Regions from separate parts of the Mus musculus genome. Here regions 1, 2, 4, 5 and 6 are each linked to region 3. Evidence: chromatin contacts called from public Hi-C, HiChIP or PLAC-seq, Micro-C and promoter capture Hi-C data. All regions are on one chromosome and are shown on one strand. Each heading gives the region's core, a stretch centred on a gene start, on an enhancer-like site or on the middle of the called end of the contact. The rest is flanking DNA. Distances are from core to core; before and after follow the strand shown. Region 1 has its middle 74 kb from the start of Gm35593. Region 2 has its middle 72 kb from the start of Gm26331. Region 3 holds the start of Sall1 (spalt like transcription factor 1). Region 4 has its middle 50 kb from the start of Gm35593. Region 5 holds the start of Cyld (CYLD lysine 63 deubiquitinase). Region 6 has its middle 66 kb from the start of Gm42034.

Region 1 (4,128 bases), core at 1,298-3,797, 310 kb after region 3:
AGATATGGTGTGAGGATGAGCTTGCAACCTTAAGTTAGTTTTCCTACCAACAGGAGTAATTTTCAACCCTTCCAAACAAAACCATCTCTGAATTCATTGTAACTTTCTGGAGTTCAGTATCATAATCAATAATAAGGAGCATGGCAAATGTAGGCAAGGTGGCAAGCTACGGTTCATAGGCCGAGTTGGAGAACAACAACGTTGAAAAAAACCACTTCAAGTTCTGGAAGCATTACTCTAAGACAGGAATAGGTATAGAGCAGGTACTATATATGACCCAATGTGTGTGTGTGTGTGTGTGTGGTGTGTGTGAAAGGTCATAGGCATTGGGTCCATGTCGAGCTGTAGTCACAGACAGTTGTAAGCCTCCTGTCATGCAGGCTGGACATTGAACTCAAGTCCTCTGCAAGAGAAATGTGAACTCTTAACTTTGAGCTACCTCTTAGCTTAAGTATGGCCAGCTTAAGATGTTTTTCTAGTCCTAATTCTGCCTTGGGTTTTTGTTTGGCTGTTGTCGTGATGGATAAGCTGGAACTGAAGCAGAAACCACAGTGATGATCACTGAGTCACTGCCCAGGTCCTCACAACAAGGTTTCTTAGCGGACCCCTGCCTGGAGATGCCCACAGTGAGCTCTGTCTACTAAAAATCAAGAAAATGCCCCACAGACAAGTCCACAGTCAAATCTTATGGAGACACACTCCCAACTGCAACACTCTTAGATCAGACTGACAACTTAAATTAACTAGCTACAAGAGATGGTTAGTAACTTTCTCCTGAAAACCACCATCTGTCGCCAATGTGCAAAGGTGCTGGCTGTCCATCTCAAGGGGGTTTCCAGTCTCATCACTGTTTACACCCTGGAAAGGAGAATGGCATCAAGATAAAAAACAGCATGCATTGATATGGAGATGCCCACGAGGTGCTCAGCGGTGGGCACGGTGCGTGTGCTTCTGGGCTCATGGAGCATGAGGCTGGAACTTGGTCAGAAAGCTTCAGTGTTAGGGTATTTAGAGTTCAGTGTAGGGATATTTGAGTGTCTATCAGTTTCCTTGCCTTCACAGGAGGTGTAAATTTGAACTCCATAAACATTTGGGGACTCAAGGGTTTTGTGGGAACAATCTGATCTTCAGGAAGCCATAGCCCAGTAAAACTCGGTAAGCTCATGGGCTTTGATGCTGAGAAGGCTCTGAGAAGTTCTATATCTTAACTGCTTAGCCCACCCTGGAGATTAGAGGTGAGAGATAGCATTGTTAGTAAGGGATGAAAGGAAAGGGCTGGAGATACTAGTCTGGACCACCAAACTGAGAAATATTCCTGAGAAATGAGTGTTTGCTTCCAAAAATTGGTGGCCGAGGACAAGCAATGCCCTAGAAATTTGCTTGACTCAGTTATGGACATTAACTCCAAACTCCAAACTAAAGAGAAATGACCTGAAGCATTGCTGATCTGGTATAAGTCCTGAACTCTGCTGTGCTGGGCACGGTAATCATCTCTGAGCTTTGGTTTCTTCCTTTGTAAACTAGAAACAACGACATCAGGGAAAGCATGTAACAAACACTCTGACACAGTGGCCAGTTGAGAGCGCTCAGGCATACTGTGTTCAGTTCTTACCATGTATTTTATCTTGCATTCTTCATGTTCCTTAATGGTAGAAATCAAAGCATAACATGAAACCTATAATACAGTCAATAGGAAAATGATATCAATAGATTCATTGAACAAAGTTGAGATTTAAATCCCTTTCTAGGGCTGGCAAGATGACTCAGAGGGTTAAGGGGCTTGCTGCCAAGACTGACAACCTGAGTTCCATCCTTAGGACTCACATGGTGGAAAATGAGAATTAATCCTGCAAGCTGTTTTTGATCTTCCCAGGTATATTACATGTCTTAGTCAGGGTTTTACTACTGTGAACAGACACCATGACCAAGGCAAGTCTTATAAAAAAAACAACATTCAATTGGGGCTGGCTTACAGGTTCAGAGGTTCAGTCCATTATCATCAAGGTGGGAGCATGGCAGTATCCAGGCAGGCGTGGCACAGCAGGAGCTGAGTTCTAACTCTTCATCCAAAGGCTGCTAGTGGAAGACTGACTTCCAGGCAACTAGGGTGAGGATCTTATGCCCACACCCACGGTGACACACCTACTCTAACCAGCTCACACCTATTCCAGCAAGGCCACACCTCCAAATGGTGCCACTCCCTGGTCCAAGGTACCTCCAACTCTTGCACACATATACACAGGAAGTAAATCAGCATAACTAAGATCATTTAAAGCCATTTCCAAAGGCGTTCTCTTCTGTGGTATCTCAGGTACCCCAGGAACGAAAGCTTTGTTTCCTGAGATTCAAGAGCTGTGTGCTCTGTTGCCACACCAAGGCTCGGACTAATTTTCAGTTTTCCTTGATGGGCTGGTTGGCAGCAGCTTTGCTCCGAGGGAGGGTAGACAGCAGTGGGAGAATCCTTGGCTCCTCGGTGGCTTGGGCAGGAGATACAGCCCTGGCCTGTTTACTGAAACTTTCTTGTGACAGTCCATTTCTGCTTCCTCTAAGCAACCACGTTTATGGGCTTTGCCCATGTAGGGTTGTTTCCCTGTCTTCTATTCCAGTTCTCAGACTTCAAGTTTAGTTCATCCTTCCTCTGGTGCTCTACCACACTGGAATTGTCTCTGAGTACTTGAGGTCTGGGTCCCAGGTGACTTACTTGTTCTCCAGCAGTTCTGGCCACTTAGGAACCATTCATTTCCTTAGGTAATAAATATCCTTGTGTTCTTCCCCGCTGTCCAGCATAGATCTGAGCATCTGGCTGATAGCTATTAAGTAGATAACAATTAATATCTCAGTAAATTGAAACTTTACAGGTACACTTTAAAAAAAGATTTATTCACTAGGTATATGACCACTTTATTTGCATGTATGCCTGCATGACAGAAGAGGGCATAAGATTCCATTTATAGATGGTTGTGAGCCACCATGCAGTTGCTGGGAATTGAACTCAGGACCTCTGGATGAGTAGCCAGTGGTCTTAACCACTTGGCCATCTCTCCAGCTCCACAAGTGCACTTTAAACAAACTGTTTATTTTTTTAAAAAAAATTCATAGGACACAGGTACTAAAACTGCCCCAAACCTACTATGAATAAAACTCTTTCCTTGTATTAGACAGCCCGGCCAGCACCTGTAAGAAGTAAGGTTATATTGTTATTTCTTTACTCGGCATAGAATTTCTTTAGTTTCAGACGTGTACTCCACTAGTTATGAGATCCCATGACAGAGCACACATGGAGAATATCTGTATGTCTGTTCCAAGGATAGCTCACTCCCTTGTAATACAGCAAGAGCGCCGATGGCCAAGGCACAAGAGTGGCTCCACTCACCCTCACCAGGCCTAGCTAAATGGGGAAGCAGTCACAAGGAGATCTTGAGTTTAACTACACTTGACTTCAGAGCCTCTGATTTCCAGAGATGGAAAACGAAATCACTGCCTTGCCTCACAGTGATCTTCATGGACAGACGAATGTTAGTGTAATGGAAGTCCTGGTCATCAGACCATCAGACCCTGCACAAGAGAGCTGACTTAGGATGCAGTCACCACGATTGTGAAGACAAGGCAGAAACAGATTTCACGATACTTTGCATGGGAACATTTATAATAATGGAAATTTCATGGGTTAAATTAATTCCTCTTAAATGGATCACAAATTCTAACTATTGGGAATGAAATTAATAGCCCTGAGATTATTTTATGCCTAGGCTGATTGAAAAGCTAGATGTTTATTCAATATGCACATAGCTTGCTACATCTTGAGTAAAATGATACAATATGTTTGGACAAGGTTTGAATCACACACATATGAACATGTATACTATACATCTCCCTATACCCTTTCTCTTTGTAGTACAGATGGCAAAGCAAAATTCAATTCAGCAAAGAAATTCTGTCTAGAATAACCAGTTTCTCTGTTCGCGTCATAAATAAATCCACCAATAAAACAGAAAACATATAAACGTCCAGAATTCTATTTGCATGTTTGAATGGGTCAAGCCTCCTAACAAATGAAGACATAGAATAACCAATAGCTACATTGGCTATAGGAGAATCATGTGTTAAAGGTGCAATGAGATGTGACTA
Region 2 (4,434 bases), core at 653-3,152, 470 kb after region 3:
TCCTCTCCAATAAATCTAGTCTATTGCCTTTTTTTATTTTACAACCAATTCTGTAAATTAATTTTAGTCTTATTAAAGACTTCCCACCTCCAGACTTAAAAAATAAATTCCCACACTGAAGTGGTTCATTTAAATGAAAAAAAATATGATTGGCATCTGAGCTCTGCAGTAAATGCTAGCTGGCATGATTGTTTTAGATGTTATCAACCATGGCAAAGTGACATGAAAAGTTAGAGGATTGAACACTGTCAATCTTTCTCCTCCTTTTCCCAGAATCCAATGGGATTCTATCTCTGAGGGGCATCCAGTAACAAAGACTGCGGCATTTCTCTCTCTGCAATGGCCACACCAACATACTGTACTTACCTTACGTGTGGGGACCCAAAAGGCTCTTCGCCCCCAGCCCCTTTCAACTCTGACAAGGTCTTTCTTCCTCTTCATTTCTCTGCTAGCTCTGAGTCCCCAGATGGTTGGTGTCCAGAGCAGGAACCTGCTCCTTAGCCAGAGGTTGTGAATTTGAAAAAAAGAAAGCAGGGATCTGGGGGCGGGGGTGGAGGGGTGGGGGATGGGGGATGGGGGAGAGAAGGGGTGGAGCAAGTTGGAGAGGGAAAGTGAAAAGGGTAATGATGTAATTATACTATAACCTCAAAAAAAAAAAAGAGAGATAAATAACAGCAACAAGCAACAAACTAGTTCCAGGTCACTTCCTCTTCCCCTCCAGCACTTCCTGGAATTTTCTCTGAAAGCTTCTCTTGCTGGTTCACATTCCAGTCTCCAGTTGGCTTATGGGAGAGCCCAGCTGGAACCTCCCACTTGCTCTGTCTGTCCCTGTAGAGCCTGCCTTAAGAAGTCATGGCTTTTGTCCCCTTTCCACTTCCTCTTGTGGTGGGAAACTTCCTAGCCTCCACAAGCCTGTGTGCCTAAGGCGTCAAGTCATGTGGTCACCTAGGCACCCATCTTATCTTTTTATTTTTTCCCTTTTTCGTCTCAACCAAATAAACAAAGTGTTGTGGTTCTAAACATGGAAGACATTTATTTGCCTGTCTTTCTTACAACATATCTAATATCCTGAAGGTCTAGCAGGCCACCCCCCTCTATCACTCACAGGAGCACCCACAACACTACATTTTCTTCAGACACAAACCATCTCTTGTATTGGGCTCGTGTCTGTGATAATGACGCAGGTGAATTTTATCATTCCTTTCACTCCAAGCGTAATGAACAAATTCACTGCGTATTACTTTGGACTTGATCTCTAGCAAAACACTACTGGAACAAACAATTTGATTTGTCAACACCTTTCCAAGGGCTCCTCAATCAATGTCACAAATCCAAATTTAAACAGCAAAGTACATTTGACTGCAAGACCCTGGACTGATTATAGCTCCGAGTTCAGAGAATTGCTCCAGACAGGGCAGCAATCAGATTATTAACTCCACTTGAAAATACTCTCTGCTGTCTGGCATTAGCATGCATATTTTGATATAGATCGATAAGCAATCTCCTCTCTATAAGAAATGCCTGCAACATTCATTTGGCTGATCAAAGGTAGATATCAGCTGCCTGTGACAGCTAGCTATTGTTACCCTGCTTTCTTTACAGAAGAGCTTCTATTAAAAAAAAAAATCCCTGGCTCTTTTTCAGCTAATAGTGAAAGCCGAGAGAGCGGCAGAATCCCATCTCCTCCCAGACACTGAAACACAATTAGTGCAAGGGAGATTTTGGTCTTCTCTGAGCTAACTTAGCCATTTCCCTTGCGTTCACTGACAAGAAAGAGCAAGCTTCTCTCCCTTCTTTGCCTATTTCCCTCCATCCTCACTTATTTTCCTTTAGAGTAAAGGGCTCCAGTCTGGGAAAGTCAGAAAGGTACCACCTACCCATGGCCATCTGGTGTTTCCCTAGTGAGGTCAAAGTTCAGAGGTTAAGACCTTAATCTTATTCTAAACTAGTTAGCTCAGGTTTGGATCCTGGGTGGTGGCCTAGAATTGACGGATGGCTTTGGAGGCTATTTATTTAACCCCTAACTTCTCTCTCTACCTGATTTTGTTATAAAATGTCCATTTTCTTTTTTCTTTTTTTCTTTTTTTTGAAAACCATTATTTATTCATACTTTCCATCTTTTAAAAATCCACTTCGAGGTCTTTTCTCCTCATCTAAACTTCGCCTGAGCAAATCAATATAAAAACCAAATTTTACTGACTAAATCCCTCTCTTCTGCCCAAAGGTCTCAAAAAACAAAACTCAAGATTGTTTCTGCCACTTTACAGATTAATGGCGCGGGCTGCACACTTATTTCAGCTTCCACTTACGAAACAGAAATCTCCCTGCAGCTATACATACGCACACGTTATGACAATACATCACTGGTTAAGTGCCTGGGCACACACCACCCAGAGCCACCCAGAGCCACCCACCCAGGCAGGCCACACTGCAATCCTTGAGCCCTGGGTTTAGGAGAACCATTTGAATTCTGCTCATCTATGTCTACTGGATTTGAATTTTAAAAACTCTCTGTATTGTGTTCTAATTCAAGGAAATGATTGTTTTAAAGATGAGTCTTGGGGCTGTCTCCCACACCATCTCATGTCAGAATCCTCTCATCTGCCCTTAGAACATGTCAGCATGGCTCTCTCAGGGTATGACGTCCATAGAAGCCGCAAAGGCAAGTTTTGATGTGCACACATGTGCACGTTCTTCCCAAGACCGTGCCTGCTCATTTCCTGCTGCCTAGGTGATGATGTAATCTTTGGAGTTATGTGATTTGTTTCAAAACCTTAATGATCTGAATTGACTATAAGTGGGGCTGTGGGGAGGGGAATACATACCCAGCTAGGGAAAATCCACACCAAGGTATGGCTTAAAATAAACATGCTTAGGGGTTGGAGAGTTGGCACTGGCTGCTCTTCCAGAGGTCCCGAGTTCAATTCTCAGCAACCACACGGTGACTTACAATCATCTGTAATGAGTTCTGAAGCCCTCTTCTGGTGTGCAGGTATACACGCAGATAGAATACTCATATACATAAAATAAATAAATTAATTTAAAAAAACAAAACATGTTTGGCATAGAGAGGGACTATCTGGGTGCCTGCTACCAAAGACTGTTCTAACTGGTAGAAAAGTATGCATCCATTTCTAATTTATAACGAAAAAAATGTATCCTTGAAATATTTCAGCCACCTTCCGTCTGGGCAAAGTTAAGCTCAGATCCTACCTAGTCACACGGATGCTCTGTGAGACGTGCAGTGCCTACGTTTAATGTCACCAACCCAAATCATCTCCACGGGGGGAGCTGTGTATTCCCATTTTACAGGTGAGGAATCTGGATTTCAAGGGATTCATTTAATATCCCAGTGGTTTTCATGAAGACTTTACTGACTTCCGAAGGCAGAGAGAAGAGAGAAAAGAGATATGCTTAAGCTGCCATTGCGTGCCTGATGGTGGAAGGACCGAGCTACTGTCTAAGAAAGGCCAGGCAGAGGACACTATGAAATGATGCTTGTCGTTGTTGTTAATCTGATTTGTTGTTTGTTTATTTTTGAAAACAATGAAATGCATTCTATCTAGTAATATAGGTGAATTATGCCCACAGGTCTCAGATTCTAACATGCTTATTGGAACTAAAGTACACTATATTTTTGAATGGATCCTAATTATGTTTAGGCAGAACACGTAGTTCCTGTAATTAAATTTGATGGAAATATATGTAAACACAATCCACCCTCAGGCATACTTCCACCTCTGACTGGAGTTGCTTTCTAGCTCAATCCCGGGTAGGTCATTTTTCTTTAAATCCTTCTGTGTCTTTTCTAGTAAATGAAGATAATAATAGGGTCCACTTTACAGGATTTCTGTGAAGTTTAAGTGGGAACACACACACAGACACATTCACCTGCAGCTCAGGTACTCAATATATACTATGCATTATAACAATAGCGACAATCACGAGTCTCCTTGATTTCTTCATCCACACTTAGAGCTGGGAATTAGAAAGCAGAGCAGCTTTTCATGTTAGTGTGGTTTTTCCAATGTTTTCTCATGAGAGCTGTTGGTTCCTCTCTACTTTGTTAAGAAGATGCAGACATTTAGCTGGAGGTCTTTATTTCCAGCAATTTTTAAAATTTTTTTCAAAACAATTTTACATATATTGTTGTGGTGATGTTGTATTTTGTTGCGTTGTTGTTGCTGTGTTGTGTTATTGCTGTGTTGTTGTTGCTGTGTTGTGCTGTTGTTGTATTGTTGCTGTTGTTGCTGTTGTGTTGCTATTGTATTTTTAGTTGAATTGCTGTTGTGTTGCTGTTGGGTTGTGTTGTAGTTGTGCTGCTGTTGGGTTGTTGTGTTGCTGTTGTGTTGTAGTTGTATTGTAGTTGTGCTGCTGTTGTGTTGGGTTGTTGAGCTGTTGTTGCTGTTGTCACCCACAAATCTTTCTCACAAG
Region 3 (4,194 bases), core at 645-3,144:
AGGATTGCCCTCTCCCAACAGCGAGGAGGAAGTAAGCTGTCGATCCCTTGTCGCTCTGGCTCTGCCTGCGCGTACCCGCACCCAGAGCCGCTCAGAGCCAGGCCTCTGGGGACGGAGCCTGCGATGTGGGGCTCCAGCGCCCGCAGAGCGTAGTGGCCAGAGGTGCGGATCTCAGGTCACGCTTCCGAGCTCTGCTGGGGTGCAGCTCCTTCCTCCACGCCCGGGATCGAGGATTCCCGAAGGGCAGCCGGGGCCGCCGAGCCTCGGGTCTGGTCACTCTCCAACCGACGCAGCGGAGAGTCAGGCACAAAGTCCGGTGACCCCGGAACCGAGCGTAGCCTCTGGCCTGGGAGCTCGGAAACTCTGCCCTAGAACAGTTCAGGTCAAGCTGGGGTCGGAGGGGGTCTTCCCTCAGTGACCCCAGTTCCCTGCGCGGGTCTCTCCCATTCTAGGCCACAGTTCCCGCACACAAACTTTTCCCTACTCATTCAGTCCTTTCGGAACCCTGCCTTCATTGCTCGGCTGGCTCCAGGGGTCTGGCGGGCTAATACCCGGGACCCAAGAAAGTGTCTAATGACCCTTACCAGAACGGGTCCCGAAGGATGGGACTCCATAATACGTGGGGTGCACACATCCAAGCCCGACTTTGACGGGTTATGGGTGCAAGTGTGGAAAGAAACGACAGGAGAACAAACTTGGGAAGCCGGACCAAGCGACACTTCCCTGTCCCTAAGTCAGTCTCCAGAGCGACCGGCAGCACTCGGCCGCGACCCCAGGATGTCGCTCCTCCACCCCAACCCCCAGTTCTCACGGCTCGGAACCCCCAAAGGTACCATGTTTCGCCCGCTAGCCAAGTGGGAACGAGAGTTTGGGGGGGGGGTGGGTACGGAGAGCTCCCCACGCGCTCGGCGTTCAGCCACCCGGACGAAGTAAACTTCTTTAACGTTGGCCGCAGGGCTGGGCGGTGAGGCCCAGGCGACAGAGGCCCAGCCCGGGGACCCGGGTGGCGCGCGGGGAGCGGGAGAGAGCTCGCGTGGGCAGCTCCAGATGGCCTCTGCCCGAGAGATCGCCCCTCGGGGCGGCAGGGTCGTGGCCGCGGCTTCTCCGACCCTCTGGGCGGAGGAGCGAGCCGGCCAGTCGACCCTACTCCGCCCAGTCGAGGACACGGAACTCCGGAAAGCTCCAGCCGGGATAGGCTGGCTCTCCCGGGACAGGGGAAGCCTGGCCCGGCAAATTGAAATCGAGGAAGCATGAAATAAAATCAGACGCGCCGAGTGCAGAAGGCGAAAGCGGCGGTGGGCGCGGGGCCCGCCGCGTGTGCGTGGGTCCGAGTGTGCGTGTGAGTGCGTGTCTGTGTGTCCGCGGCGCCGGCCGGAGCACTCACCATCTCGCCGGGGGAGCGAGGCCACTTCGGGGTCGGATTGGAAATGTTGAGGCTTCGCTTGCTTCCTCCGCGACATGCTGGCTCAAACATCAGCTGGGGCAGAATAAAAAATTACTAAAAAAAAATCTTCTCAAAATTACGGAAATCGAGCGGCGGCGGCGGCGGCTCCCCCCGCCCGCCGGCCCGCCCGCCCCCTCCCCGGCTCCCCGGCCCCGGGCACAGCGCGCATGTGTCCTGCTATAATTATGATTATCAATAATGCATTGCGATTAATCATAGAGGGGCTCTTTGAAAGGCGATTGGCACCGGGCCAGCGCTATTCAAACCCGCTCGCCTTAATCAATTAGTTCGTGATTTGCTGCAGACCCCTGTCTCTCCGCGCGCTGGCCCAATAAGCCGGCCGCGGGGCTGGCTCTGCGCGCCGCGCCGCCCGACTCTTGGTTAACCCTCTTGGCGACCGCCGGGGACTCCGCGGCCCGGCCGCCGGGGGCCTGCCTCCTCGCCACTGCGCGCCCAGCGCCCCGGCCGGCGCCCCCCGCTCGTTCCCCTCCCCCCTCCCCCGCCCTCCATCCCGGGCTGGGCCGACCCGAATTAGCATGCTCGCCCGGGAGCCTAGCGGAGCAGGGCCGCGTGGGGGTGGGGCTGGCGGCGGGGGCTGGGGACCCAGGCTGCGGGCGAGCGGCGAACTTCCTAACTCCCGCGCTGCGTACTGGCCCGCGAGGGGGAGGGAGTCCCGTGGCGGGACGGGGTAGGAGAGGGCGCCCCATTTCGTGAGTGTTCCTTCATTTTCTTTAAGAGCTACCAGAAAGCAGCCCACCCCCACTCTCATAAAAAAAAAAAAGCGAGTGGGGAAGAGCCAGCCCCACGCCAGTCCGCCTCCCGCTCGCTGCCGGGCCTCCCTCCCGCCTGCCCGCCGCCTGGCTCGGAGATCCTTCGCCCAGAGTTCTCCACTCTCAGGATCCCGGGCTCGCGGGGGTGCGGAGAAGAGGACCCAGGAAAGGTTTGGGGACGTGATGGGTTTGGGGCTTGGGGGGAGGGGCAGTTTTCTCGCCACCCCATCCTCTCCCTGCCTGGGAGCGGCGACCCTCCAGCCTCTTGCTGGCTCCTTAGCTCCCTTTCTCTACCTTGGACATTCCCGGGACAATTAGGGCTGAAGTTTTCGGGAGAAGCGCCCCGAGCCCGTGGGATAAGGGGGCGGCTCGGCTCCGCCCAGGACCCCCTCCCGAACCTCCCCCCGGCCGCCCCGGTTGGCTGCAGGGCGCGTCACTCCGCGGGGAGGCGGCGGCCACCGTGGCGCCGCCAAGCTCCGGGCGGGTGGAGAGCAAGGACCTGCCTGAGCTCCGAGTTCAGCTTCTGCGGGAGGGAGGGGAGGGGCGCAGCTAATTCTGTGCTAAGCAGCGCTCCCCTGGCCTGGGTGGTGCTGCTGGAGCCAGACCCTAGGCACCGCCTCTACCCTGGACCCTAGTGCTCCGTGTCCTAGGGGTGGAGGCCGCCACCTCGTCGCAGACGAGGTGGCTACCCGGAGTGAGTGAGCATGGAGGGGGGGTCCTGTTCGTTGCCCTGCTAGCTACGCCGTGACTCGCCTTCACTTTTCCGACACTTGCTACGTGCGGCGCCCAAACTTTTCTCTCCATCTCTCTCTGTTTCTCTCCCAGAGCTGGGAGCCAGCCTCTCTTACCCGCTCACGGGACCCAGGGATCCGGGCCCTGTACTCCCTCTTCCGGGTTTGGGCGCCTGCGAACCTGAGGCTTGGTCCTCGGCTTAGTTTAGACCTCCTCCTGCCTCGGGGTTTCCGCTCGCCGAGGTTCCCGAAGTCCTGCACCCGAAGGACTAAACTAACTAAACTTCGGCTGAGTAATGGGGGTGGAGGCGGGGGAGGGGTGCAGATACACAATCCTTGCCCTATCTCGCGATCAGGAGAGGAGAGGGCTCATAAGGACGCCCCAATTCTGGAGCGCCTTTGAGTCTGGATCGTGACACAGTCGGCTCGCGCGAAGTGGGCACTAGCCTTCACAGCAGAGCCTTGGAACTCAGGACCCATGTCGCACTCTCTTAAATGGCTTTTAGCCCCTTTCCACGGTTCTTTTTCCCCTAATCTTTTGTGTGCTAGTTGAAAGTATCTTTTTATGTCTGCTGACTTTATACTTCTTGGTTTAACTTCTGCCTTCTTTCCTTCTCCCCGTCCATCCTTCCTCTCTCTCTTTTTTTTTTTATTTTGTCCTTGCTCTCCCACCCCTCGCGCGTCTCCCTGGTCTCCGGCTCTCTCCCGCATCTCGCTCTTCCCTTCTCTCCAGGTTCTGTTGGGTACTGTAGATTTTGATAAAAAGACAAACGAAGCTATCAGTGGCTCTGATGTTGAAGAATGAAGATAATAATGTTTCCATAGGTGGTGTTTCAAATGCCATTATTTCTCACTGAATATTTAAAGAGATCTCTCGGCAAAGATGGATTTGCGCGCTCCTGGGGTGCTAGCCGCTTACTTTCCCCAAACCCCCGGGAACGTGATCAGACCGGAACACTTTTAAATCTAGCACTCTCCCCTACCCCGCAAATCGGAGCGCTTGAAAACACACCAACGTGCACCCCTCAGGGTGCACCGAAGCTTCCAGGCGCACCTTTCTTCCTTGAATCTGCCGGTATTTAGAGCCGCCCTCAACAGTCTTTAACATTCTTGGCTTCTTGAAAGTCCTGGCCTCCGGGCAATCCAGTGGCCAGAAACCCAGTGGAGCTGGCGGTCCTACAAGCCCTTCTCGGGGTGTGCTCCGCGGGAAGCTCCAGGGAGATGCTTCACACGTGCTCACTGTTGGCTC
Region 4 (4,122 bases), core at 1,224-3,723, 430 kb after region 3:
CACACTCTCAAGTTTCTTTTACTCCTTTTATTTTTGGCAGTGTTGGGGATTGTACCCATGGCCCTATAAGTGTTAGACAAGCCTTCTATTAACTGAAGCACCTACCCAGACCCCAAGATTCGAAATATTTTCTGATTCTAGCAAAATTCCTGAACCTGAGCTCTTATAAAGAAAAGAGGTACATAAAACTAACAGGCCACCATTGGACATTTAGGCACATGTTACCTACTACCTGCTCAACTCTGTGAGGGACCCCCTTACTGTGACACGAAATGAAAAGGATGGCATGCAGGAGACACCAAGCACACAGAGAGAATGTGTTTTATAACCCACTGTCCAGGATGACATTAATCCTTCATGAAGATGGCACCCCAGTGAACTGAAATCATCCCATGATCTCCCAGTTTTTAAAGGTTTCACTACTTCTCCAGAGTGCCACATTGGGACTGTGTTTGGAGCACATGAACTTGTGTGTGTGTGTGTGTGTGTGTGTGTGTGTGTGTGTGTGTGTGTGTGTGTGACACATCAAGCCATTACAGACCACAGTGCTGCTTTGCCCTGGGCTTCCGGAATGAAACATATCTAGATGTCTGTCAACTGAAGACTGTTCCCTGGGCTCTTCCTTCTGCCCAGAACCATCTTTTCTGTAGAACTGAGTCTTGCTTCTACATTCCTCCATCTCAAACCTCCCCCATGTGCCTCTTCCTCAGGCAAATCTGAACCAGCTCATGTCAGCTTACAATAGAGACCTGGTCCTGTTTCTACAAAGTCCTGACTTCATTCCGAAGCCTTACATTGTCTGTAATTATCTATTTGTGTGACTCTGTAAATCACACCTGTTTTCCTTGTCTGACTCTAAGCTCGATGATGCATAAAATGACATTATTCCATTTTGTTTCCACACAGTTGCCAGCACCTGATGCATTCGACACCAGGATCCTCAAGAAATATTTGAGAGTTTTCTAGTAGCTGCCCCACAGGCTTCCTTTGCTCTTTGCCCTGGAATGAGATGACCCACACTAACTACAAGGGGCTCCACATATAGCTTGAAAATTCCTGTTTCCTGAGCTTGAAACACTCCTGTTTTGGAAGCATTTTCCCTTTAAACTTTTTAGTGGAATATTCTGGGGCTGACAGTAAAGGCTCCCATAGTAAGACACACATGGATCTCTTTCTGTCTTAGATGAAATGGCTTGTAAACGTGTCTAATGAGGACATTGAATGCTCTTTAGACCTCTCCCTCTCTCCTCCCTCTCCTGTTCATGTGTGCATGCATGTGTGTGCATGTATATGTTGGAAGGTGTGTTTGGAACTTCTTACAAATTCAGGACAGGTCTCCTCATGACCTCATGATGGAGATAATACCTGAGGTACAGGGATCTGAGAATGATGGGTGATGCTGGCCATTTTGACTCCGAAACCATTCCCAGCTCTTTGCTCAACCCACCCCTTCAACTCTCCTGTGTTGTGATGCCCTATACATCAAAGAGGACAATAAGAAAGAGGGGAGCTTTGTATCTCCTCAGTCTTCTCCTCAGACATGTTCCCCAGATTCTGAGGTATGCAAGGCTCTGTTCCTTCCCCCTACATTTTGCCAGAGTTCCCAGCTGCATCTTACAATAATGGCTACCTCTCCAGTCTGAGGTCAGGACATCCATCTTGTATAACTTCTTTGTAGGACCAGGCCTCTTATTGGCAGCTGAATGTTCAGCAGTCAGCCCAGTGCCTCGGGCACAGTTGGTAACAAAATCTTTTTTGAGTCTATGTGGGTCCTGTCTCTTATTCTCTTCTGAATCTTCTTGTGCAGAATTCCTGTTATGTGGGCTTTCCCTACACCTGTGGTTCAATACTTTGATCTGATAAGATGGTGTTAACCCTATTAAAAAGAAGTTACTTTTGCAGTTTGGCACCTGTGGATGCAGGAACTTCTGCTAGCTGGTTTATTATTAGATATGGCCCTCTCCATCCCCTCAGTTTCCTTGAGCCCTCAGTGTGAGGGGTGCGTGATGTCAAAGCTAATGAACGCCAAAAGCTGGATTTGAACTTCCCCTTGTCCCAAACTTCCAAGCCCATTCTACCATTAATTCCTCTGAAATTCTCCCTGGATCTGAGCCCCTGAGTGCCAATGGCATGCCACACAGTGGTATACAACCCTCTCGACAAGCCATTGTCAGCGTGTCTGGGATTTAGTGGGTGGTGACCATCTAAGGGATGGGCAAGGGATGGGCTAACTTTCCTTTGCTGTGTGGATCAGGATGCAAGATAGACTTCTCTCCCCACCCCCAAATATACCCGTCCTCCTGGGGCCATTCAGCTGACAGCTGTGGAGAGGACAGCATGCTGAAAAGGGGTCCATAATTTCCCTCTGGCAAGAGACCGAGGTTCAACTTTGGAGAGGACAATTAGTGTTCTCTCAGCTGGAACAATGGGGGTAGCAACAGATGCTTCTTGTCCCAGGGACTCTGGGAGCCGCAGCCTCCTGCTAATGGGATGCTTTCTTCTTCCCAGCCCAGGAAACCTGGCAGCTATGCCAGGGTTGAGAGGGGGCGGGCTGGCTGCAGGCTGGTAGCAGTGTCTCTGTCAGAGTAAGCCTGAGGACAGACACCCCTCAGAGCAGCCACCACTCTCCTCAGATGGTGACCCCACCACACCGATTTCCTCTTAGGTGAGGATATGCCCAGAATCACTCTTCTATCAACTAGGGTTGGACACTTTCAGAATGTGTTGACAAATAAGTACAAGCCAGACATCCAGGGTCAATTGATGTGAGCTTGAATCCCAGCATTGCCCTTGGAAAAATCCTTAACAATTAGTAATCTGCAATTCCTCCATTTCTAAAATGAGAGAGATAATAGTCTATACATGGCAAATTTGTCGGGAGAGAAGAAATCAACCAAAGTATGGAAAAATCTGACTTTACATTGGATATGGTAAAAATGGCTTTGGGGAGCTCTATTTATGCAGGACTTCCGTGGGGCTTGTGGTGTAGCCCCATGGTAGCACATGGTCCTAGGTTTAAACTTCAGCAAGTGGCACATGTGGGGAGGATGGGAGACAGGGAGGAAGGGAGAAAGAGTAAGGGAAGGGGGCTGTGCTGTGTCAAGGAGGTCCTAATGATTTGGGAGATGTTTGAAGGAGAGAGCCTCTGAGAAATCCCCCTGGTCAGTTACACTCTGCTGACGCCTGATATTTCAGGGAATAAGAAAAGTATCTTGGGTACATTTATTAGCAGAATTGTGAGAACGTTTTCAAGAACAAATCAGCTGCTAATAGGTTAATCAGCCAATGAGTGACTCCAAGTGTATCGAATTGTTTTGCCAGGCTATCTGACATCTCTAAAGACTTTGAATGGGGCTTCATTTGCCTATCTTACTATGAAGATGTCGGAATTATAAAATGAGCACTGGATGCTTGGCAATCCTCATCTGTGATATTTTTATTGTTTTTTATGATGGAAATAAACGTTTTAAAAGCCATCTCTGTATCAACTGGCATCTACTGCTAGTAGAAACTTCTCTGACCAAGTTTGAGAGCAGCAATAACCTATGGCTATAAGGATAAGAATTCCAAAGGTAATCAAATTATCATGGATACTGTTGTATCAAATTATTTAAAATCCTGGCTGGGGGCTTCTACCCCGCCTTAAACCAATTAGTTTCAGAATGAAAGACACACTCACAGCCTTTATATTTACAATAAGCCTTAATCAGCACAATAGCTGGGCAGCTGCCTCCCCTCCATGCTGTTAGAATCTATTTTCCTATTGATATCCCCTAGTTATTATTTATTATTTACTATGCTCCATCTGGGCTGCTCTTAGCTCCAATTGGGCTGCCTTGAGTGCTATGCACTCTTGACCTTTAACTCATGGCAGCTTCTCAGTCCTCCTTTCCTGCATATTCTTCTCTTCTTTCTCTGAACCCAAGCCCGAGAAACCTAAACCCCACCTATGTCTCTTCTGCTCACCTATTGGCTGTCAGAATCTTTATTTTCCAATTAGAAACAACTTAGGTACAGGGTCTCTCAGTGTCTTATATGCAGACTCTCTTATCTCTGGGACAGCCAGTTTTGTTTTGTTTTGTTTTGTTTTGAGGGGGGGCATCAAATTTGTATTGGAATGCA
Region 5 (4,480 bases), core at 110-2,609, 350 kb before region 3:
ATCATGCCAGTGTCATGGGAGAATCCAGATCTATAGGGGAATGTTGTTGTCTAAGGCCACTGTGTGTCACTATTGATTTATATCATGTGGCTAGAGCTTGGGAAATTGGGAACAGGATATATGTATACCAGTGAAAGACAGGAAAGAGTTGAGGCTTCAGTTTTCAGAAGATACCAATTTCATCATGGTTGATTTCAGCAGGGAGAGGAGTTGTGAGTTAATACTGTTAGCAATCACCCATGTGTCTGTCTGCTTCTGTGTTAGTGGTTTTCATTGTTTGGATTTTCAGAAACATGGTAGTCTTCACTGGGGAAATTTGTGTCATGATTAAACACACACACACACACACACACACACACACACACACACACACACACACACACCCCTCCTTCTCAGTATTAATCACCTTCTCCCATAATTAGTAGTTAAAATGTCAAAGGAGAAGGAATTAATTAAGAGAACTATCCAGTGAAGCAAGTCATGTGCTGCCAGGCTCTGGGGCTGATTATAAAAAGAGTTTCTTTAAATATTTTGAACACTTTTGGGAGTCAGAATCCTTCCGTCTAATTGAAAGATCCTTCATTATACCCTTAATTCTGGCTGGTGGCCAGGGATGCAGTCCCGGGTAAGGTAGAGGGTGGAAAGCCTTTCTTTATCCTTAGGAGACTCTCTCCACCCTTGGAGAGGATGGCCACAGAAGTTTAAAAAAACAGCAGGTGTCCCAGACGCCATCTGAGGACAGAAAGAGCTTCAGTTTGTACAGAGTCTACTGTTAGGAGATACTATATAGCATTTCACAATAATCCGGTAAAACAGGTGGTACTAACACCTCCGTTCTACAGACGAGGAAATTGAGGCTTAGGATGGTTGGGAGTTCCCCGTGTTACATGTTGACAAACTGAGAAAGAAAACATTGACTCTAGGTGTAATTCTAAGCTTTGTTCTTTCAATGGAATTCTGAAAATTATTCTCAGTTCTTCTCTGGATCGCTTCCCACCCTAGTTTTGACAGCTAAGCCAAGAGACAAGACCCGCGCAAGGAGGGTGGAGCTAAGAGCACAGCGCCCCGCCCAGGCGTGGTTTCAGCCAATGGTGACATGACACTGGCGGCCTTTCGCCCAATCAGCCATCGCTCCTCGCCCCCACCCTTTCTCCTCTGCCCCGCCCCTTCGCTTTCCCTTTGCCTCCACCGAGCTTGACCGAGCGGAAAGTCCCTTCAGCCAGCACCCTGCCAGCAGCCATTGGAGGAAGGTCTGTTACAAGAAAACCCAATCAGAGCGCACGCAGGGTCGGATCTCTGAATACGATTGGCTAGCGCGGCATCTACCCTCTCCGCCTCCGCTCCTCCCTCCCCGCGGGCAGTTCGGAGGCGGGGCAGGTGGGGGCGGGCCCAGGTAGCAGGTTCGGCTGCGCGGGGGCCCGCGCGCCTGAGGTAAATACTGGGGTGGTGGGTGTGGGGCGCCCGGCCGGCCCGGGACGCTGGTTCTGAAGCCCGGGGCTGCGGCGCTGAGCGGCGGCCGAGGCGGGTGAGTGTGCGCGGCCGCGCGGCTGACGCTAGGTCCCCAGTGTTCCTGCTCTGCCTCAGGCGCCCTGAAGCGCGGAGGCGACCGTCGGGCCTCAGCGCCCGCCCGTTAGCTGCCCCGGGCCGACGAGCTTCTGACGTCAACCGCGGTTGTCACCTCCAGCCTGCCCGAGGGCTCCCGACTCGCGGGACTCCTGCACCACAGGGCTTGGGTAGGAGCAGTGCAGGACTCCGTCTTTCTCTCTGGCCCGCCGTCGTGGACAGATGGGGAAACTGAGGCCGGGACCCTGCCTGGCTCCCAACGGCTGCAGGAGGCAGGGAGAATCTCGGGTTATGGTACCTCACGTCTGTGCTGTTTTGTGGGGTGTTGGTGGCTCCGCTCCCGGAAGAGCAGTCTGGCCTCGCTAATGGCGTGTTCTGCTTTTTCTTTCAGTTTCTCTGGTCTGGAGGGAGGGGGGAGGAGAGAGGATGGTTTTGCACAGTTGTGTAGTTGGAAGGTGCATCCTGTTGAGACAGGTACCTTGTTTTTCCTTTTATTATTATGGTCAGCCTTGGAGGAGACCGCCAAGTCGCGAATGATCATGGTCTGGAACTGAGTTCATCTGGGTCAGCTGCCAGGTTATTCATGTCCTTGGCATCTTTTTCTATTCCACCCCTTGGCATTTGCATGTTTTAGGGGTTTGTCATCCTCTAGCCACCAAGCCTTGCAATCTCCCAACCCCCACTATCCCCGCCACCTTCCTCTTTTTGATTTTCCCTGGAAAGTTGTCTCCTTAGAGGAGCATTCATTCATACCTTGCTGTGGTGTGTGTGTGTGTGTGTGTGTGTGTGTCTGTGTGTGTCTGTGTTGGGGCTAATCAGGGATTCCTAATAAGATTGCTCATTTTTGTAATCATTGGCTCCAGAGAAGAATGCAGGCATCAAGAGGGCGTGCATTCAAACATCAGTCTCTTGCACACCCCCTCATACCTCAAGTAGGTTGAATGGCCCCAAGAATTTAGCCTGCTGCTCCCCGCTGGGTAGTGGGTGGATTTGCACTAGAACAGTATTGAAGGAAAGTGATTTGCTGGAAATTCTTAGTGAAGTTCATGTAATTTGAATGTTGACAGTACCCAGAACATTCTCTAATGTTCTGCTGCAAAATTTTAAGGTATTCTTTAAAAAAAAAAAAAAAAGCCTTGTTTGGACTGGAAACTTTTGAGATGAGCTGATAAGACCAGGAACTTGTTATGTAAAAATGACATATTAAACAGAAGATACCTAAACTGTGGTTAAGTGATTTAAGGAAGTCTTTAATACATGAAGAAAGAGCAGTAATTATCCTGCCCATCAATCTATACTTAGTGTTTTGCTCCTGGTGTTTATACTGTCATCTTACATTTTTAGTTTCAAATGAAGCTCCAAACAACCTGGTTTCATAATTGTGACATTTCACCTTACTTGTTTCTACTTATATGGATAGTAGCATAGTATAAAATTGATTGTGATTTTTTTCCCCAGAGAATTAATGATATTTTAGGCAAACATCATGTTTCTCTATTTCTTGACTCTTATTTTTAACATAGTAGAAACTTCTGGTCACTTAAATAGGACAAGGAAATAGCATTTTGGCTTCCACCATTACAATCTAAGCTAATCAAGTTTTCTGGTCTAGTCCCTGGAAAGACAAGGAGTGGGGAAGTCACATTTTTAGAGCCCAGTGGTTAGGTTTAACTCACAAGAGACAGCATTGTTCCTGTCTTCCTGATGTGACTGCAGATGCAAGAGCCAGACTTTTTTTTTTTTTCCAGACTTTTTTATTAAATAAACCTTTTAAGTCCCACTTGGTTTTGTGACTGTATCCTCGTGTCACAAATTATTCTGGTCTTGAAATCTCTGTATTTCTATTTACTGTTTAGGCATGTAATGACTTGTTCTTTTAGTAAGAGTTGTTTTTTCTTAAGTTAGTCATTCTAACTGACTGAAAGCATTTGGAGAAGATGTGGCTCTTTTCTTGCATATCCATGCCAGCCTGCTTACCTCTTTACCATTTGTGATTTGAGCAGTATTTAGTATTGTAATTTCTATTGTGATTTAGAAAGCTTTCTGTGGTGTTTTAGAACAAGGAGGCTACCTCAGAAGAGCCAGATGTGATTGAATTACACCTGTCTTTGTGAGTGTCTTGGGGATGGTACATCTTGATCACTTGAGCATCCAGATGTTTTAGTCTAGAAAAATTACATTATCGCTTTTATGTAGCTGGTGACCATTCATATTGTGATTCTTAAAACCTGGTAATTCTGATCATTAATATTTGTTGTAGGACTTGCATCCTGTTCATCTTATCATTTCATTCACTGGAAATTGTTCAACATTTATTTTTTTAACCCTCATTTAGTTTAATAATTTTTATCTTAACATAATGGAACCCTCCTTTACTCAGCATTCAGGCCGACAACTTGCTCATAAGCAGATAGATTCTTTTTTGTTCCCTCGTCTCCAGTGTCCCCAAGAAAGGCCTCCTTTCATCTTTGTGTCATGCTGAACAGTTTGAGGCTACATTGTTGTGGTCCAGCTCTTTGATACTCTTCTTTCAGTATTTCAGTAATTAATCAAAATATACACAATTACTGTTACCCAGTCAGACATGGGACAATGTTTAGATGAGTTGTTCCTGATATATTCACCTTCACAATGATTCCATTTGCCAAGTAACTCGAGAGTATAGTTGAAAATCTCCCCCTTCATACTCTCTCTCTCCTCATTACTGTGAACTTGTTGTCTAATAGCAGTCATGACCTGCACTTAAAGCGGAAGCTGAATGGGTGGAAAGCAGACATCAGCCCTTAAAGTGTGTAGTTTTCAGGGTCTACTGACTGTATCAGAATATTGAACGTGATCTGGAAAAAGCTCACGATGTGATTTTGATGTTTCTCTTTGTAGAGTCTTGAGACAGTTCTTATTGCTTGGGGTTCTAAGG
Region 6 (3,844 bases), core at 1,340-3,839, 270 kb before region 3:
AGCTGATCGCACAGTTCTCTGGAAGAGCAGCGAGTGCTCTCAACCATGGAGACAGCGCCTCCAGCTCTAGAATTTAAAAAGTTCCTGATAAGCTTGTTCCCTTGATTTTATTTCACATGATTTTTAAAACATCGCGTCTTTCATCTTTTCAGGTTGGTCTCTCAGGTTCAGCTTCTTAATTCCATCAGGTTTGCATTCGCGGTCTGGGGTGCGATCTGCCATTTTCTTTAGTCTGAATTGAGGCCCACACGTTATGTTTGCTCCTTCCAGCTGCTCCTCGGGTTTTCAGTCTAAGCAGATCAGCTTCATGCTTCTTTAAACACCCTACCATCTGTTTTAATATCTGCTATATCATCCTCACAAATAAGTTTGTCTTGTACATTTTTTTTGTGACCATTCTCATACATTTTCTTTTAAAAGTGAATTTTGGCATCAGCCTGTCCAGTTCTATAACCATGCACACACACACACACACACACACACACACACACACACACACACACACACACACACACATCTTCAGGGGGTAGTGACTGGGGTGACATTGAATTTATGGCTTCATTCAAGGGCATCTGACATCTTTACAATATTGAGTGTTTCCATGCGGCCTGTGGTCACACCTCTCATTTGCTTGGGCCTTCTTTTATGTCCCCCAGTAAAGTTTTATGATTTTCTTCACGTAGATGCTGAGCATTTCTCCGGAGGTTTATTCCTAGGTATTTTATGTATCTTTTTGTCCTCTTTGTCTTCACGGGGAATGAGCCTGAAGGGTTCCAGGGATTGAACTGACATCATGGCGTGATTCTTTAGCCTGAGATGAAAAAAAGAAAAGTCTCCAGCACATGCTTGTTGTAGTCTCCTGCCTTTTCTGTGCAGTGAGCCAGTGGGTAAGACCAACAGCAGAAATGGGTTCACTTGCTCTAGGGTGCAGTCCTTGGGTCTGACCTGACTATTCCTGCCAGTTTGGCTATGGGGTGGCGTCCATGGCACCAGTGACAATTGACTGCACAGGCTCTTCATTTCTCTTCTAATTACTCTGCTCGCTGCCCCTCTGACCACAAGGCTGCTTTGGCCATCTCTGCTTTCTCAGTAGCTCTGGTCATGGTCTCCTCCCGTTCTGCCAACCCAACCTCACATATTTCCTGTCTTCCAGGAACTGTAGACAAAGCAAGTCTTTGGTTAACCAATGTAGGTATGCATTCATTTTTTTCCTTTTCAAACATGGCTTTTTCTTTGGAGAAATTCGGAGCAGCGCTGATCGATGGGTATACCTCAGTTGTAGTATTGATCCAATTCATTTTCCTGCTAATTCTAGGGTGTAAGACATGTTTCTATGGAGATGTAGGGGCCAGCAAGGGAGGGAGGAACGGAAGGTGCAGGAAACAGGTACCAATGGAGAAATTATGGGCCTTAAGGAACATGAGGGGTTAAGCTCAAGGCTAAAAGCTAGCGCTGCTCTGGGATGGACTAGGGGAGAGGTCAAGGCAGGTGACAGAGGTGGATGGTCTTGCAGGTTTGGCTGTGGGCAATAAGCACGCCCCCAGCGCTCCACTCCCTCTGTGTTGTATTAGTCAGGGTTCTCTGGAGATATGACTAATAGAGCATTGCACACAGAGGGATGAGAGAGGGTGCTTATTATTATTATGCTTATTATTATTATTATGACATGAACCTGGGTAGGTTCATGTTAGGTGACCCTGCCTTCTGAGACCCAGATCTCTCTGTCACTGACCTGGGTGTGGGATGTTGTAAGCACTCCACTGTGAATGGCATGGAGGGGAGGATGCTGGAAACAGGTGTTTGTGTGTGTGTGTGTGTGTGTGTGTGTACACTATGGTGTATTTGGTTGGGCACTTCCAGATATTTCACTCCTTCCTAGTTATAGAAAACACCATAGCGTTAAAATCGAGACAGAGAGAGCGATTGTCTTAGGGGAATATGTTGCCTCTGGGTAGATAGTGAAGACCTTTCTTCCATCTCTTTGAGGCCCTTCCTCCAGAGTCTTTGCATTTCCTTAGTCCCCATTTCTCTCCCCTCCTCCCACAGGTGAGGTCTGACAGTCATCCACATGGGTTCAATCAGAGTCCCAGATGCCTGCTTCTGGAAAGGACAAGATGGCTTTCCTACTGCTGTTTTAGACTATCTTCCTGTCCCCAGGGCATCCGGCTTCCAAGTGGAAACCTCTTGGAGCCGGGATCCCCTGCTGCAGCAGCTGAGTCCATTCAAGCATAACCATGTTTCTTGTTGGCTGCATGACCAGCATTTTCTGGGGGGCATGTATAGCTTCGCCCAGTGGGTGAACCAGGCAACCATGCCCCCTCTTATCCCTGACAGATGGAGGGGCTAGTTGGGATGTCCAGGCTTGGCCTAAGGTACTCACCTCAGCAGGTGAGAAGTCTACCTTGGCATTTAAAACCTTCCCCACAGGAACTTGTCTTCGCCAGCCCCAAATTCCAGAATCCATTTCCCGATGGCCCCTGAGCATTGCTGACTGAGTTTGCTCGGCTCCTAGAAAGCAGGGGCTGTTCAAACAGAAGTTGGTGTGTTCAGCGAGGGAAGCGCTTTGAGTGGACCCGTCTGCACTTCCAGCTGCCTGGGCTGTGTCTGCAGTTTGTTTGCACCCTTCCCATCCGTGACGGGATGCTTCAGAGGATCCCAAGCAGAACACAGACTCGGGAGACTCTGGTCCCGGAGGGAACATGGTGGAGATCTTCAGTATGTGGCTCACCCCCACCCCACCCCACCCCACCCCCAAATTCTTCTCTTCCCCTTATTTAATTTTTTCCCCCAGAAAACTGAGTGATTTTATAGGCTTTTCTCTGCATGTATTAAACAAATTGCACAGCTGAATAGCTGTTCTTAAAACCTGGATATTCACCAAAAAGAAGTTTGCCAGCACAGACAATTAAGCTTTCTTCTTTGAACAATGCTGTGACTGACTGGCACATTTGAAATGCGAGCGTGTTTTTTTATTCCACTGTTCATCCTTCAAGCTGATAAACAGCAACAATGGGAAACAGCTGGGACGGGAAAACATTTGAGTTTGTATTTTCAAAGCAAGCGAAAGAAATCCGACAGTGCGGGCCAGATCCCGTCTTCCGCCTGAGGGCCAGCCGGCATTTGGGGAGGAAAAAAAATACTATACATATTTCTAATCAAACATTACATATTTATTAATGTGCAGCTGGTGCATTGTATTCCGAGGGTAGCTGGGGGGGGTGTCTTCCCCCCACCCCCATGCCACCCGCCTTGTTCCTCTAACGTGTCTCGTCTGGTAGGCTGGTATTGTTCTGAAACTGACATTACTTTATAAGAATCCAGAGCTGGGCACATTTAATACAAGTCATAGAGACAGTTGCTCACCGAGAGGTTGTGTGACTGTCGGCGCCATTTGAGCCTGAGTTTCTGTTTGGGGAGCTGATGGGTTAGCAGCAGGGGTATCTTTAGATGGTACAGTCAGCATGCCACATATGGAGCCCTCCTCCCCCCCAGTGCCTTGATGCCATCCCTGTTTGGCACATTGGTCCTTTCTTTGGAGGCCACAGCTCCTGCCCTCCTGGCTGTATTCTCATAAGCGTGGGAGTAGATTCATTTGGATGTGTGTGGAGATTAACCTTGCTGTGCACTTCATCGGATCCAGCAAGGGCTGGATCTGTTCATTAGGTGGGGAGGCCCACCTTGTCAATTTCCATTGAGTGCTGGAATGAGCGATCACTTTATCATCGTTTGTCAGCAGCCTGGCAGGTTCTCCTCAGCTGTGACTCCTCCCGGGCCTGCTGTCATAACTTCATTGGCTTTATGGCAGCCGCTGATTTCCCTCTGGTGATTGTCAAATGAATCTACT

Evidence for each region. Promoter capture Hi-C pulls out the DNA fragments that hold promoters and counts their contacts. A called contact is a pair of places that touch in the nucleus more often than the background predicts. HiChIP or PLAC-seq counts read pairs in DNA pulled down with a chosen protein or histone mark.
Region 1: an H3K4me3 HiChIP or PLAC-seq map of microglia shows a contact between it and region 3, with 4 times the contacts expected there. The contact joins the enhancer-like site here to the promoter of Sall1 in region 3. A contact is called at or near these places in 11 of 39 promoter capture datasets (3T3-L1-derived adipocytes, the HPC-7 cell line, cranial neural crest and 7 more), 1 of 484 Hi-C or Micro-C datasets (liver) and 14 of 115 datasets of contacts at active chromatin or transcription factors (craniofacial prominence, embryonic basal ganglia, embryonic forebrain and 9 more).
Region 2: a contact with region 3 is called in a promoter capture Hi-C map of liver, with 4 times the contacts expected there. The contact joins the enhancer-like site here to the promoter of Sall1 in region 3. A contact is called at or near these places in 11 of 39 promoter capture datasets (the 3T3-L1 cell line, the HPC-7 cell line, cranial neural crest and 7 more), 2 of 484 Hi-C or Micro-C datasets (liver and uterus), 17 of 115 datasets of contacts at active chromatin or transcription factors (VIP interneurons, craniofacial prominence, differentiating embryonic stem cells and 12 more) and 1 of 9 other capture datasets (embryonic stem cells).
Region 4: a contact with region 3 is called in a Hi-C map of cortical glia, with 1.9 times the contacts expected there. The contact joins the enhancer-like site here to the promoter of Sall1 in region 3. A contact is called at or near these places in 9 of 39 promoter capture datasets (cranial neural crest, embryonic stem cells, epiblast stem cells and 5 more), 1 of 15 datasets of contacts at CTCF or cohesin (stem cell-derived epiblast-like cells), 9 of 484 Hi-C or Micro-C datasets (cerebellum, cortical glia, differentiating embryonic stem cells and 4 more), 29 of 115 datasets of contacts at active chromatin or transcription factors (VIP interneurons, astrocytes, craniofacial prominence and 18 more) and 1 of 9 other capture datasets (embryonic stem cells).
Region 5: a contact with region 3 is called in a Micro-C map of embryonic stem cells, with 4 times the contacts expected there. The contact joins the promoter of Cyld here to the promoter of Sall1 in region 3. A contact is called at or near these places in 4 of 39 promoter capture datasets (cranial neural crest, hippocampal neurons, liver and 1 more) and 4 of 484 Hi-C or Micro-C datasets (cardiomyocytes, embryonic stem cells and uterus).
Region 6: a contact with region 3 is called in an H3K4me3 HiChIP or PLAC-seq map of forebrain, with 2.6 times the contacts expected there. The contact joins the enhancer-like site here to the promoter of Sall1 in region 3. A contact is called at or near these places in 2 of 39 promoter capture datasets (cranial neural crest and liver), 1 of 484 Hi-C or Micro-C datasets (embryonic stem cells) and 8 of 115 datasets of contacts at active chromatin or transcription factors (VIP interneurons, craniofacial prominence, embryonic forebrain and 5 more).

Annotation. Positions count from the first base shown.
Region 1 is chr8:89,351,459-89,355,586 of GRCm38.p6, forward strand. No RefSeq gene overlaps it. Among named protein-coding and RNA genes, the nearest start is that of Gm35593, 74 kb to the right of the region's middle. Within about 2 kb of position 2,548, at least 2 of the 459 cell types and tissues checked have an H3K27ac peak or open chromatin away from gene starts, as enhancers often do. A contact at or near this core is called in microglia, where this site is marked.
Region 2 is chr8:89,514,894-89,519,327 of GRCm38.p6, forward strand. No RefSeq gene overlaps it. Among named protein-coding and RNA genes, the nearest start is that of Gm26331, 72 kb to the right of the region's middle. Within about 2 kb of position 1,903, at least 6 of the 459 cell types and tissues checked have an H3K27ac peak or open chromatin away from gene starts, as enhancers often do. A contact at or near this core is called in liver, where this site is marked.
Region 3 is chr8:89,040,968-89,045,161 of GRCm38.p6, forward strand. Sall1 (spalt like transcription factor 1) reads right to left here and starts at 1,895. Exons shown (of 3, transcript NM_001371070.1): 1 at 1,385-1,895. The coding sequence starts at 1,460. It overlaps Gm3134 (predicted gene 3134), which reads left to right and starts at 276. Exons shown (of 3, transcript NR_166639.1): 1 at 276-829.
Region 4 is chr8:89,474,693-89,478,814 of GRCm38.p6, forward strand. No RefSeq gene overlaps it. Among named protein-coding and RNA genes, the nearest start is that of Gm35593, 50 kb to the left of the region's middle. Within about 2 kb of position 2,474, at least 9 of the 459 cell types and tissues checked have an H3K27ac peak or open chromatin away from gene starts, as enhancers often do. A contact at or near this core is called in VIP interneurons and cortical glia, where this site is marked.
Region 5 is chr8:88,695,669-88,700,148 of GRCm38.p6, forward strand. Cyld (CYLD lysine 63 deubiquitinase) reads left to right here and starts at 1,360. Exons shown (of 17, transcript NM_173369.3): 1 at 1,360-1,431.
Region 6 is chr8:88,772,177-88,776,020 of GRCm38.p6, forward strand. No RefSeq gene overlaps it. Among named protein-coding and RNA genes, the nearest start is that of Gm42034, 66 kb to the right of the region's middle. Within about 2 kb of position 2,590, at least 22 of the 459 cell types and tissues checked have an H3K27ac peak or open chromatin away from gene starts, as enhancers often do. A contact at or near this core is called in VIP interneurons and forebrain, where this site is marked.